Regions from separate parts of the Zea mays genome. Here region 2 is linked to region 1. Evidence: chromatin contacts called from public Hi-C data. All regions are on one chromosome and are shown on one strand. The core of a region is the stretch at or near the end of the contact, and the rest is flanking DNA. Distances in the headings are between cores, read along the strand shown. Region 1 holds the start of LOC100275817. Region 2 holds the start of LOC103647382.

Region 1 (5,410 bases), core at 748-3,247:
CAATTGCAGTAACTAAAGCCTGGTGTTTGAGACAGCTTGATGTTAAATATTCTTTATTTGCATGGTGTTCTAGAAAGAAGTATATATGAATTAACCACTTGGTTATGAGAGTTTGGAATATCATGATCATGTGTGTGGACTGGGCAAAGTTATATATGGATTAAAACATGCACCTGGGGCTTGGTATGCAAGACTTAGTACTAATTTTGTACACCCTTGGTTTTGTTGTTTCAAAGGGAGGTACTTCCTTGTTTATTTATAGTAAAAGCATGGCCACCATCTATCTATCGATCTATGTTGATGATATTGTGGTTGGCTAGCTCATCCAATGCTGACGTGGAAGCAATGTTAATAGATTTGCGAGCTAAGTTTGATCTCAAGGATCTAACGATGCTACATTATTTTTGGGAATAGAGGTAGAGCAAATTAAAGAAGGAATTCTATTAAATTAGATTAATTATGCTACCGGAATCATAAAGTGGGCAAGTGTCGCCATATGATTTATTTTATTTAGTTATTTTGTACGGAAACTTCATTATATAATAAAGATTGTGACATTGATTTATGTTTCATTATATAATAAAGATTGTGACATTGATTTATATACAAACTTGATCGTAGCACACATGTGAGATGTATCTGGATTTGTCCTTAAATCCGAGTGTGGCAATATGCATTGGAAAATTGTAAACCAATGTGTACTCCACTTTCCATCTCTGAGAAAATTTCAACTTACTCTGGTGTTCTTCTGATGTGCAAGAAGCAACAAGATGTAGAAGTATTGTAGGTGCACTACAATATCGAACTCTTACTAGACCAAATCTTTCATTTATTTTTTGTTAACAATGTTAGCCAATACCTACGTGCGTCGACAACCGAACTTATGGTTGTTGCTAAAAGAATGTTGAGATATATTCATAGAAACTATTGGTCTAGTAATCAAGTTTGTAAGAGATAGCTCTTTGTAAATAAGTTTGGATGTTAGAAGAAGTATCCTAGTTGGTTACGAATCAATCTTGGTGTAAATGTAGTCTATCATTCTCTGATAGAGTTATAAACGATCAAGATATATCTTTATGTCGTACTTTATCTGTAAATCATATCTGGTGACTATATACAAACAATCTGTTGAAAGCAGGCTATGTACAGCAACTCAAAACTGATTTTGGTCTCCCTGAAAACGCTGACCAATATCAGGAACGAACGAACCGAACACGTGACTCAAAGCTGATCTGGCGGGGCATCCGGCTGGCGCTGGCGGCGGGCGGCGGCGGCGCGCTGCTTGAGCATCTGGGTGTAGTTGAAGATGGAGTTGAGGCGCTGCTGGCGTTGGTGGTCCTCGAAGCCGCGGATGAACTCCTCGGGCTTGGCGTCCACCTCGGACCTCCTGGGCGCCTCCTCCCTCTCCCGGTCCGGCCGGCGGCGCGCCTCCAGCGCCAGCGCGTAGGCCTCGTCCATGCTCATCCCGCCGGGCTCGCTATCCTCCTCGTCGGCGTCTGCCGCCGGCGCGCGGCCCAGCGACGAGAGAGGGGACGCCGGTGTCCTGGCCGGCGCCTCAGTTTCTGTTCCTTGGGCGGCGTCGGGGTGCGGAAACGGCGTGGTGGTGTTGAAGCAGGCGGAGGGGACGGCGAAGATGGAGAAGGAGCGGAGGCGCTGCAGCAGCGCAGACGAGGCCCTCCGCGTGAGCGCGGCGGCGGCGCCGCTGCTGCGGCGGCGGCGGCGGGGCGACGGCAGCGGCAGCGGCAGCGGCAGCGGCGGGCGCCTGGACAGGATGGCGACCGCGGCGACGACCGCGTTGGCGACGAGGAACCATAGCGCGCTGGAGCTCAGCCACGCCGGCAGCAGCGACGGCCACCACCACGGCGTCGCCATGGTGTGCGGGCGGGGGCGGCCACCAACTGGATCGCGCGCTCGCTTCTCCTCCCGGGCTGTGGGCTGTGGGCTGTGGCTGTGCTGGCTCTGCTTGGAATTCCCAAAGCTCTGCGCCCCGAGCTGATGACGGATATATGGGAGTAGAGTATATATATACCGTGCGCTTTATCGTTTCTGCTTGGTAGTGGTGGTAGTAGTGTCACGAACGGATCAACACGTGAGGAGCGCGTCACTGATCCGGTCACCATGGATGAGATGAGCAAAGCAAAGCAGGCACGGAAAGCAATCTCTCTCTTTCCAGGATACTGCTCTCGTGTGTCTTCGTCGTCGTCGCCGGTCACGCGACTATATTGCCATGGACATCGTCAACCGACGTTTTCGCTTGAAGATTCTATGTGCTGACTGGGTGTGGTGTGGTGTAGGAGTATTAGATACGTGCGAAACAAGTAGACAGCCCACTGCAAGCCATGGCAGCTTCACGCCACCTGAGACTTGGCCGCCAAGCAGCAGGAGTAGTACGGCGCGTCTGTCTGTTTACCTAGTAATAAGTAGTAGTCAAGCTTATGATTCCCAGAAAGTGTTATCAGCTTTCCGTTTGGGACATATCGAGATATATACGGCAGATTAGGATCATATAGTCTCGGTTTGTCTTTGTCTCTAAGGGAGGTTGTTCCTTACCTTCTAAGCAATAATGTACTCCTAGATAATCTCATCCAAGGCTCAACAATATAATCAAGCAACCAAACCCACCAATTTCATTCATTATTTTGCATGGTATCATGGATTCAAGTTTTGATTTAGGCCCAAGACACCGCTTTCGCACCACGTAGCCTCTGTCAGTGACAACGCCAAGCCCTTATTTAGGTGGTACATCCTATTAGCCTGCCACCCTCGCCATCGCTACAATGACACTAGTAGCACCAATATATCCGCTATCGGGTCGCTCCTCGTCCCATTTTCACCAAGGCAACAACCGAGCCTAGCTGTGAACTGTCCCCGCGCCATCGTGGTGGCCGATGGTGGCCGAGCCAGGTTGCATGTCAACCATGCACTCTAGCAACCACCTTTGTAAGTGCAATTAAGTCATAAATGGTATTGGTGATGGCATTGGACGTACAACTCAGGGACTAATGGCTTTTGTTAAGTGTTGACAATAAATTAATCATTGTGGGGGTGTATGGCATGTAAAAGGAGATATCCTAATTCAAAAGGAATGGCTTGAAAGCTCAAAATAGTTTAAGTTCATTTTTTTTAATTTGAGTTAAGGATAAGCCATACTTTAAAGGAGTACCATCAATATGCTTGGATGAACAAAGTGCTCGCAAGCCTACAGTACACAAACAAACACTAAGTCGGGCTTACTCTTTCATATCTTTTTTGGCTCGTGTGGAACCACTGAGATCCTCTACGAATTATAAGTGAAACCTTCGTGCTATGTTTGTCGACCATTTCTAGTGTGAGCTAAGGGGTATAAATATCTACCCCTTTCTCCCATAATGACCATCTTCTCCATTTGATGTGTATCCATTCTTCGGTACCTTAAGACAAGACAAAAGACCACTCTAAAGAACTAAAGTCCACTCTAAAGGAGTAGCTTGTCATACTTTTATCATGTCTACTAAGGTGTGATTATGTATTTTTGCTACCCTATTTTTCTGAGGTTCATCCGGTGTGATTATGTATTTTAGCTACCCTATTTCTCTGCTACATATGTTTGGTGTATTGTTTCTTTACTATTTCCCCAAGTGTGTTGAATGGATGATTGCTTTGCGTAGACAACAAGCGGTCTGTGAGGGAGTTGCAGGAGATTTCCCTGAATAGCAACTTGGTGAAGGCAAGTGTCCTCTGACCCATTATGTCCTACTTACTTTATAATTTATTGTTCCGCATACTATGATCAACCTAAGGACTGACTAGTATTCTGTTTATCATGTCCTTTGTTATCCTTTGGGAATTGGCTACTATGATTAATACCATGCTAGTGCTTTACTTTAATCAATGAACATGATGAGAATACTTTATGATACGATGTTGATATTCTAGATATGATGATGAGCTTGTGGCACTAAAGGGGACTCGGGCTGTTTCCCGAGTATCTCTCTATAAGGACCTGTTTGCTGGATGACCACCCGAGAAAATAGTACAACCATGAGGGTGGTATGGGACGCACTTAGCTGATTAATTAGTGGAACTTGAGGTGTAGTCGGCTTCGCCGTTGTGCCGTCATTGGGGTCCAGGCACCGTACTTGCTCTGTCGAGGTTCGTTCGTTTTGCTTTTGTTAGTCACCCCTTCTGCGGGGAGAGGTACTGTGTTTATCAAACTAGAGAAACCTAACGGGTGGCTATGACCTCTAGAGAATCTTTGTAAAGGCTACATAGTGAAACCTTGTTGGCTTACCTCGGGAGTGTTTAAGGGTCTGTACAACTCGAGGCAAAAGGGATCACGACTCGTGGGTAAAGTGTGCGACCTCTGCTGAGGGTTACAAACTGGTATATCAGTCGTGCTCACGGTTATGAGCAGCCTTGGGAGCTCCTTTGATTAGAGATATTCTGGATACCCTTATAATGTTGGTTTAATGATGTTGATTATAACTATGAATTCTTGTATTTCCTCTTGGAGGGAGTACCTTTTTGGGTAATAACCTAGGGTTATTGCTAAAACTTAGCTTCTACTAATAATAAATACCTGACAACCTAAAAGCAACTGCTTCAAGCTTCACCCCCACGTACAGCTAGTCCACTTTAGCCAAATGAGACATTTGCTGAGTACGTTGATGTGTAATCACCCTTGCTTAAATACTAAACACCAGATAGTCCCCATTGCAACCTCTGCTCAGGAGAGGATGAAGGAAACGCAAAGGACTTTCAGGAGTTTTAGGACTTCGATGAGTTCTAGAGTAGATTAGCGACAAACCACCAGTCAGCTGCCTGTGAAGGCCTTATCTTACTACGTTTCGTTTAGCACTTTGATTATTGTTTAAGTCAATGAATATGTGGATGTTTCTGGACATCATGATGTAATAAAGTACTATATATTTTCGCTATTACTTGAGCACTGTGTGATGATGTCCAATTATATAATCGTTGTGTACGTGAATTTTTGATCCTGGCATGTACATGGTTCGCATTCGGTTTGCCTTACAAAACCAGGTGTGACATAAGTGGTATCAAAGTCGTGCTGACTCTAGGACCACTAACCTAGAGTAGCAATGGCCGTCCTAAGGACTATAGACTCTCATTCTCACCTTGACCTTTGGTGTCACTTCAAAAGTCAGTCATCTTGACCAATCTTATGTTATATTACTATGAATATACTACACCTTCCTAAAACCTTATTTTATTCTGCTTATGGTTTACTTGCTGGTCATATTAGTTTTGTTCTTACTCTTATGCTTATGACATCTTTTGTAGGTGGCTCGCCTTAGGCACACCGAATGTAAGTCGGTGATCCCTTTCTTGCCCTCTCGCCTTGCAGAACGTCTGCTTTGTCGCACGGTGTCCAGACACTCGAGACACTTAAAGATGTTGCACCACCGCC
Region 2 (5,410 bases), core at 1,953-4,452, 200 kb before region 1:
AACCACACGCTCTATGAATAACATCCAAAAGATGAAGGGTCCATATTATAGATAAAGCCATCAATGTGTTCACCTTTTAGCTCATGGATCCCAATGACACCTAGATTATTGGTAAACTACTAATAGTGAGCTAGCTAATAGAACTTATGGATTAATATTAAATGGTACTACATTTATGATTTGTTGAGGTGCCTCCTTTTTTAATAGAGGAGGTTCAATCTATAATATTCTTTTAAAATGGTTTCAGAAATAAGCCACCTCTAAAAATATATTTGTAGAGTCCCTACTATTTTTAGTTGCATCTATGAATGCTCATACATTTAGAGACGGTTATAGATGCAATTTTGGGCCAAGTGGAATGGAAACAGGTGTCTCACAATTTTGGGCTGGATTAGTGAAGGCCAAGTGAGATTTCCTTTGTTTTGGGTCCTTCAAGGTTAGAGATCAATCACATGTGTGTTTTTATGAAGATATCCGGTTGGACTCAACACCCTTACAAGTTCAATATCCATGTCTTTACAACATAGCAAGCCCTAAGAATATCACAATTGTTGAAGTCTTAAGTTCCTCACCACCTAATATCGCTTGGTGTAGGGACCTTGTGGGTCCCAAGTTAGTATCTTGGGATAATCTTCTCCCTCGCATTGCTAATATTACCTTACTTGAGGAGTCCGATTCGTTTCACTGGAACTTGACTCGGAATGGAGTGTTCTTGGTGAAATCGCTATATCATGCTCTTATTCAGGAGGAAGGTCATAACTTAAAAAAACTTATGGAAGATTAAGGCACCATTAAAAATTAAGGTCTTTCTATGGTATATTCGCAAGGGTGTCCTACTCATGAAAGACAATTTAATAAAATGCAATTGGAAAGGTTCTAAGTTGTGTTGCTTCTGTCAAAAGGAGAGACTATCACACATCTCTTCTTTGAGTTCTGTTTTGCTAGAACAATTTGGTCTTTCTTTTAGTGTTATTCTATTCTCCAAGCTAGATAATGCTTCCATTATGTTTGGATCATGGCTACACATAATTCCTAACACCTGGAAACTGCTCGTTCTTCTTGGAGGGACAACTTTGTGCTGGTCACTTTGGCTTTGTAGGAATGATATAATTTTTTAGAATTGTTTTTTCTCCCTTGCATGTTATCTTTGCAGTGGTTCATTGAGTGTGTTCATGGGCTATCCTTCAGCGAATGGATTCACATGAACTCGTTATGAAGGCTTCACATCGCTTGGCGCGAGTTGCTATATATGTCCTCTCATGCACATAGTTGGTGGTCTAGTTTTAGGCTTGTGAATACATGTTTAAATGAGGATCGACAAAGTTTTAACCAAACATGTTTGAATACATAGCATAAAACATAAAAACACGTGTTGTTTTGTTGGTGCTCATTTATGTACAATTTTTAACCTTTTTACCATTTAAATATGGAGCAGGAAGTGGTGAACTAAAGGGAAGGGGATGTGATGCGAGATTAGGTTGCAGTGGTTATCTTTTAAGGTGTGAATAGAAGAACATCGGGTTGATTATAAAGAAATATAATATTTTTTTTAAAAAAAATGTCGATGGTAGAACCGTGAAACCAATGGAAACCGCTGTTTCGTATAGTAGAGAAATAGCTAACGACTCTTGCAAAAATAATAAGACGGTTGTAGTATATACTACAATAGTACAAATGGTGATTTGTATCGGTGGATAATAATACCGCCATGCATCCCACAAGATTCTTCCTCAACACTGAAACTCACACTGTCTTGTTCTGATAATAACATGTTTGGTTATGGCGATGAGCCGATGACGACCCCAACAGCGACTCTGCTGTGGCGCGGCGCATATCTGCAAAGCTAGTGCGGCAGCCACTTTGGCCCCTTCTCCTTCCCTTCACTTTTAACTCCCCCCCCCCCCCCCCCCCCCTACACAAGTATACTCATGCTGCTCAATGAAATCAAGCTAAGAGCTACTTTAGAAATCTCAAATCCCCTTCGAGATTGGAGAGGATTGAGGTAGGAATGAACTTATTTCCTCTCGGGATTGGAGGGTATTATTTCTTTGCTTGGAGCTAGCTCTAATGGTACATGTAGATGTCTGTACGGCTTGCATGCATGCAGCGATCGATCCGGGTAACTAATCGATTGAGCTAAGCTGGTGGTTTATATAAATAAATAATAATATGCTGACTGGTATAGATGTGGTTGTGGACGAGTGATCGATCGATGATGAGCTTGCAGTTGCAGCTGCCTAGTCGAGGAGAAGCTGGCACTGGCAGTAGGTGTAGCCTCTGCGTGGGCGTGCGCCTCGTCATGCCGCGGCCACCGTGCCCCCGGCCTTGCCTTCGCCGGCGCGGCGGCGGCCGCTGACGACCTTCGCCGCACCCGCGTCCTTGATCGACGTCGCCGCGCACTTGTCCTTCCACTCCTCCTGCGTGATGTGCCGCTCCCTGCACTCCAGGCTGCAGAACGCCGCCTCGCCCCTGCATACAGGTATAGCCAATTAGCCATCCATATAGGTGAGCGGGGGGAATCGAAGAAAAAAAAAGGAGTTTCAGGACGCGCAGCCGCAGGTTCAAGACAAGAATAGCCCGCAGGTGAGCGAACACGTACTTGTACACGAAGGTGTCGCGGCCGGGGCCGAGACGGCGCCGGCAGAGCCCGCAGGCGCGGAGGAACGCGGCGGTCTCGACGGCCGAGTAGTCGGCCGAGTTGCGGCGGAGCCCCGCTTTTGCCGGCGCCGCGCGGGCGCGGTACGCCGCGATCCAGTCCTCCTGCGCTGCGGCGGCGCCGCCGCCGAGCGCGGACAGCCAGTCCTGCTGGTGCTGCCCACCGCCACGGCTGCTGCTGCTGCCGTTGTCGGGCAGCTGGGCCTCCTCGTCGTCCTCCTCCATCACCGCCGCGAGCGCGAACTCCGTCATGCTCGTGGTCCGGCGCACCGGGTTCTTGCAGTCCCGCTCCCTCTTCCCCACCATATCTCCTTTACCGCTAGCTCCAAGCAAAGAAATAAACGTACGTACGACAAGAAGACAGAGCTAACGCAAGGGTGCGGTGCGGTCGTGATGCTGCGACGATCACAGGAAGAGGCGCCGGCAATGGAAATGCAAGCACGAGCTCTCTTCTCTCCCTGTGTCTCTCTCGTGCCCGCGTGTGGTGTGGAGGACAGGACAGGAGAGAGGAGACGGGAAGTGGTGGGTGAGCTCTGTGCTGTGCGTGTGCGGGATGGAGAGGGCCGGGCCGGGGATAAAAGAAGGGGCGGGACGATCCCGGCCGTCGGATGCGTCCCGGTGGTCCGTCAGATCCACGTCAGCGCTGGGCCTCCTCCACGTCCCTGGGTCCTGGGGGTCGCTTTTGTCATTTTGTTCAGCGGGGGGCTCGCTCGATCAACGATCATTGCGGTTTTGTTCTCTTCGTGGCGCTCGGTCGGGGATCTGTCGCCGCTGCTGAATTTACTTCCTGTCCATCTCACAGGTTTTTACTAGCATCAGCTGTCAGCTTCGCTCGTTGATCTGCTCCAGCCATTCAAAACTATATAGTCTATTTTAAATTTTATTCTAGACTAAATTTCTTAAAACCGTATCTTTTATATGAAGTACATCGATATCTACGATATCCTCTTGTTTTGAATTCTACTTGGAATATGTTTTGATAGTATATTTTCTTTGAACATGTAAAAGTTAATATATATTATTTTTTTTAAAACAATAAACTTGGTCAAATTTGTTGAAGTTTAAATTAAAGTAAATTATGTTAAAATTTGAAACAGAGGGAGTTGATAGCATGACAGATTTTTCCCAAGCAAATTGCTCAATCAACAAATTCTTCGAAGTATATCTCATTATTTTTGAGGTAAAGTCACATATATTCAATTTTTTTGTTGCATACGAATTTACATTTTTTTCTCTCCTCCCTTTTTATGGTTCGGTGTGCATTATTAGTGTCAGCATTTTTCACAACCAATAGTTTTTGGTCAAAAAATCACAATGCTAGGCCTAAAAGTACTGTGATTATTTTCTTTGCAATTTGTAAGCTATAAGAGTACACGAGGGATGATCAAGATTTTAAATCGTGGGCTATGACATTTAGTACTCTAGAGGAAGCTATTTCATTTAGTGTTTCTATAGAAAACATGAATATTTTAATTAATCATGTAGGGAAACATGTGGTTAAGAATGATGTTCATGTTCTTAGTTGATTATGTAGGAAAACATGTGGTTAGGTAAATGTTGAGGATAAGTACTTTATACGTTCTAAACTATAAGACATTTTGATATTTTTAGATACATAGCTTTTTTAAGCACTTAGATATATATTATATATAGATACATAGTAAAACAAAATACCTAAAATTTATCAAAATATCTTATAATTTGAAACAGATCGAGTACATGTATAAGGATCTAGGAAACAGATTTCTAGGTCCATTACTAAACACCCATCAAAATAATCCACATACTCACAACTACAATCAATATTTAATTAAATTCCTTCAATGCTCAAAATCAACCAATTCAAAAGTTATCATATAGTTCAATGCATCATTTATCAACTAAAGATCACAACAAAGATGTAACACCCGGTTTTAAAGGACAAAGCCGGGTGCATCTCATACATGCGCCAAAGAAGACAACATATATAATAACAGAGTGTATAGAGATAAATGTCACAATAATCAGAGTACTTATTACATAGCGGAAGTCTTACAAAATAAAATATAAATATAGCAGGATCTAAAAACTATCCTTGGCGCCAGAAAGTCAACTGTGAGACTCCACCTAGATCGAATCGAACTCCTCGATATGCGGCTCCTCTTGAACCACCTGTTCTTCTCCTGTGGGGGGTGTGAGACAACAAGGGTGAGCTCACACATGATCATCGCTCAACAAGTTGTGGGGAATAATGTGTATGAACTCACCAAAGGTGGGAGTTCATGAAGTGTAAGGCTTACCAAAGGGAATGGTTAAAGCTGAGCATTGCTTTTAAAGTTGGTCAAAATTTTATTAGCAATTACTAGATGTAAGTAAATACCAACCATAATAATAATAGAACAAAATTAATAAATAATCCCATGCAAATGCACATGACAAATTGAATTTAGGTTCCATAAATTAATCATGTGAGGGTCCGAGCCGCTCATGACCGTGAGCACGGCTAGTATACTAGTTTTACACTCTGTAGAGGTTGCACATCTTTACCCACAAGCCGTGTTACCCATCTGCCAAGGGGTCATGAATCCCATACACCTCTACCAAGGAAGCGAGGCAGGGTAACACTACGAGGCCTTTACAAAGTTCCACTAGCTTCAGAAATCCCGCTACAGTTTATAGGAAGCTCCAGTGCAGGAATCCCTCGCCTGACCGCCATCGCAGCAAAATCAACCCAATGACCTCCCTACACTGACCACTCCCCTACTACCCTTGCCCC

What was found. Hi-C and Micro-C count contacts between places; a contact is called where the count stands out from the background.
Region 2: a Hi-C map of endosperm shows a contact between it and region 1, with 3 times the contacts expected there. The contact joins the promoter of LOC103647382 here to the promoter of LOC100275817 in region 1. A contact is called at or near these places in 4 of 25 Hi-C or Micro-C datasets (bundle sheath, ear, endosperm and 1 more).

What each region holds. Positions count from the first base shown.
Region 1 is chr2:181,780,712-181,786,121 of Zm-B73-REFERENCE-NAM-5.0, reverse strand. It overlaps LOC100275817, which reads right to left and starts at 1,997. Exons shown (of 1, transcript NM_001149811.2): 1 at 1,070-1,997. The coding sequence starts at 1,872. The coding sequence ends at 1,222.
Region 2 is chr2:181,979,000-181,984,409 of Zm-B73-REFERENCE-NAM-5.0, reverse strand. It overlaps LOC103647382, which reads right to left and starts at 3,202. Exons shown (of 2, transcript XM_008671926.3): 1 at 2,600-3,202; 2 at 1,619-2,469. The coding sequence starts at 2,961. The coding sequence ends at 2,298.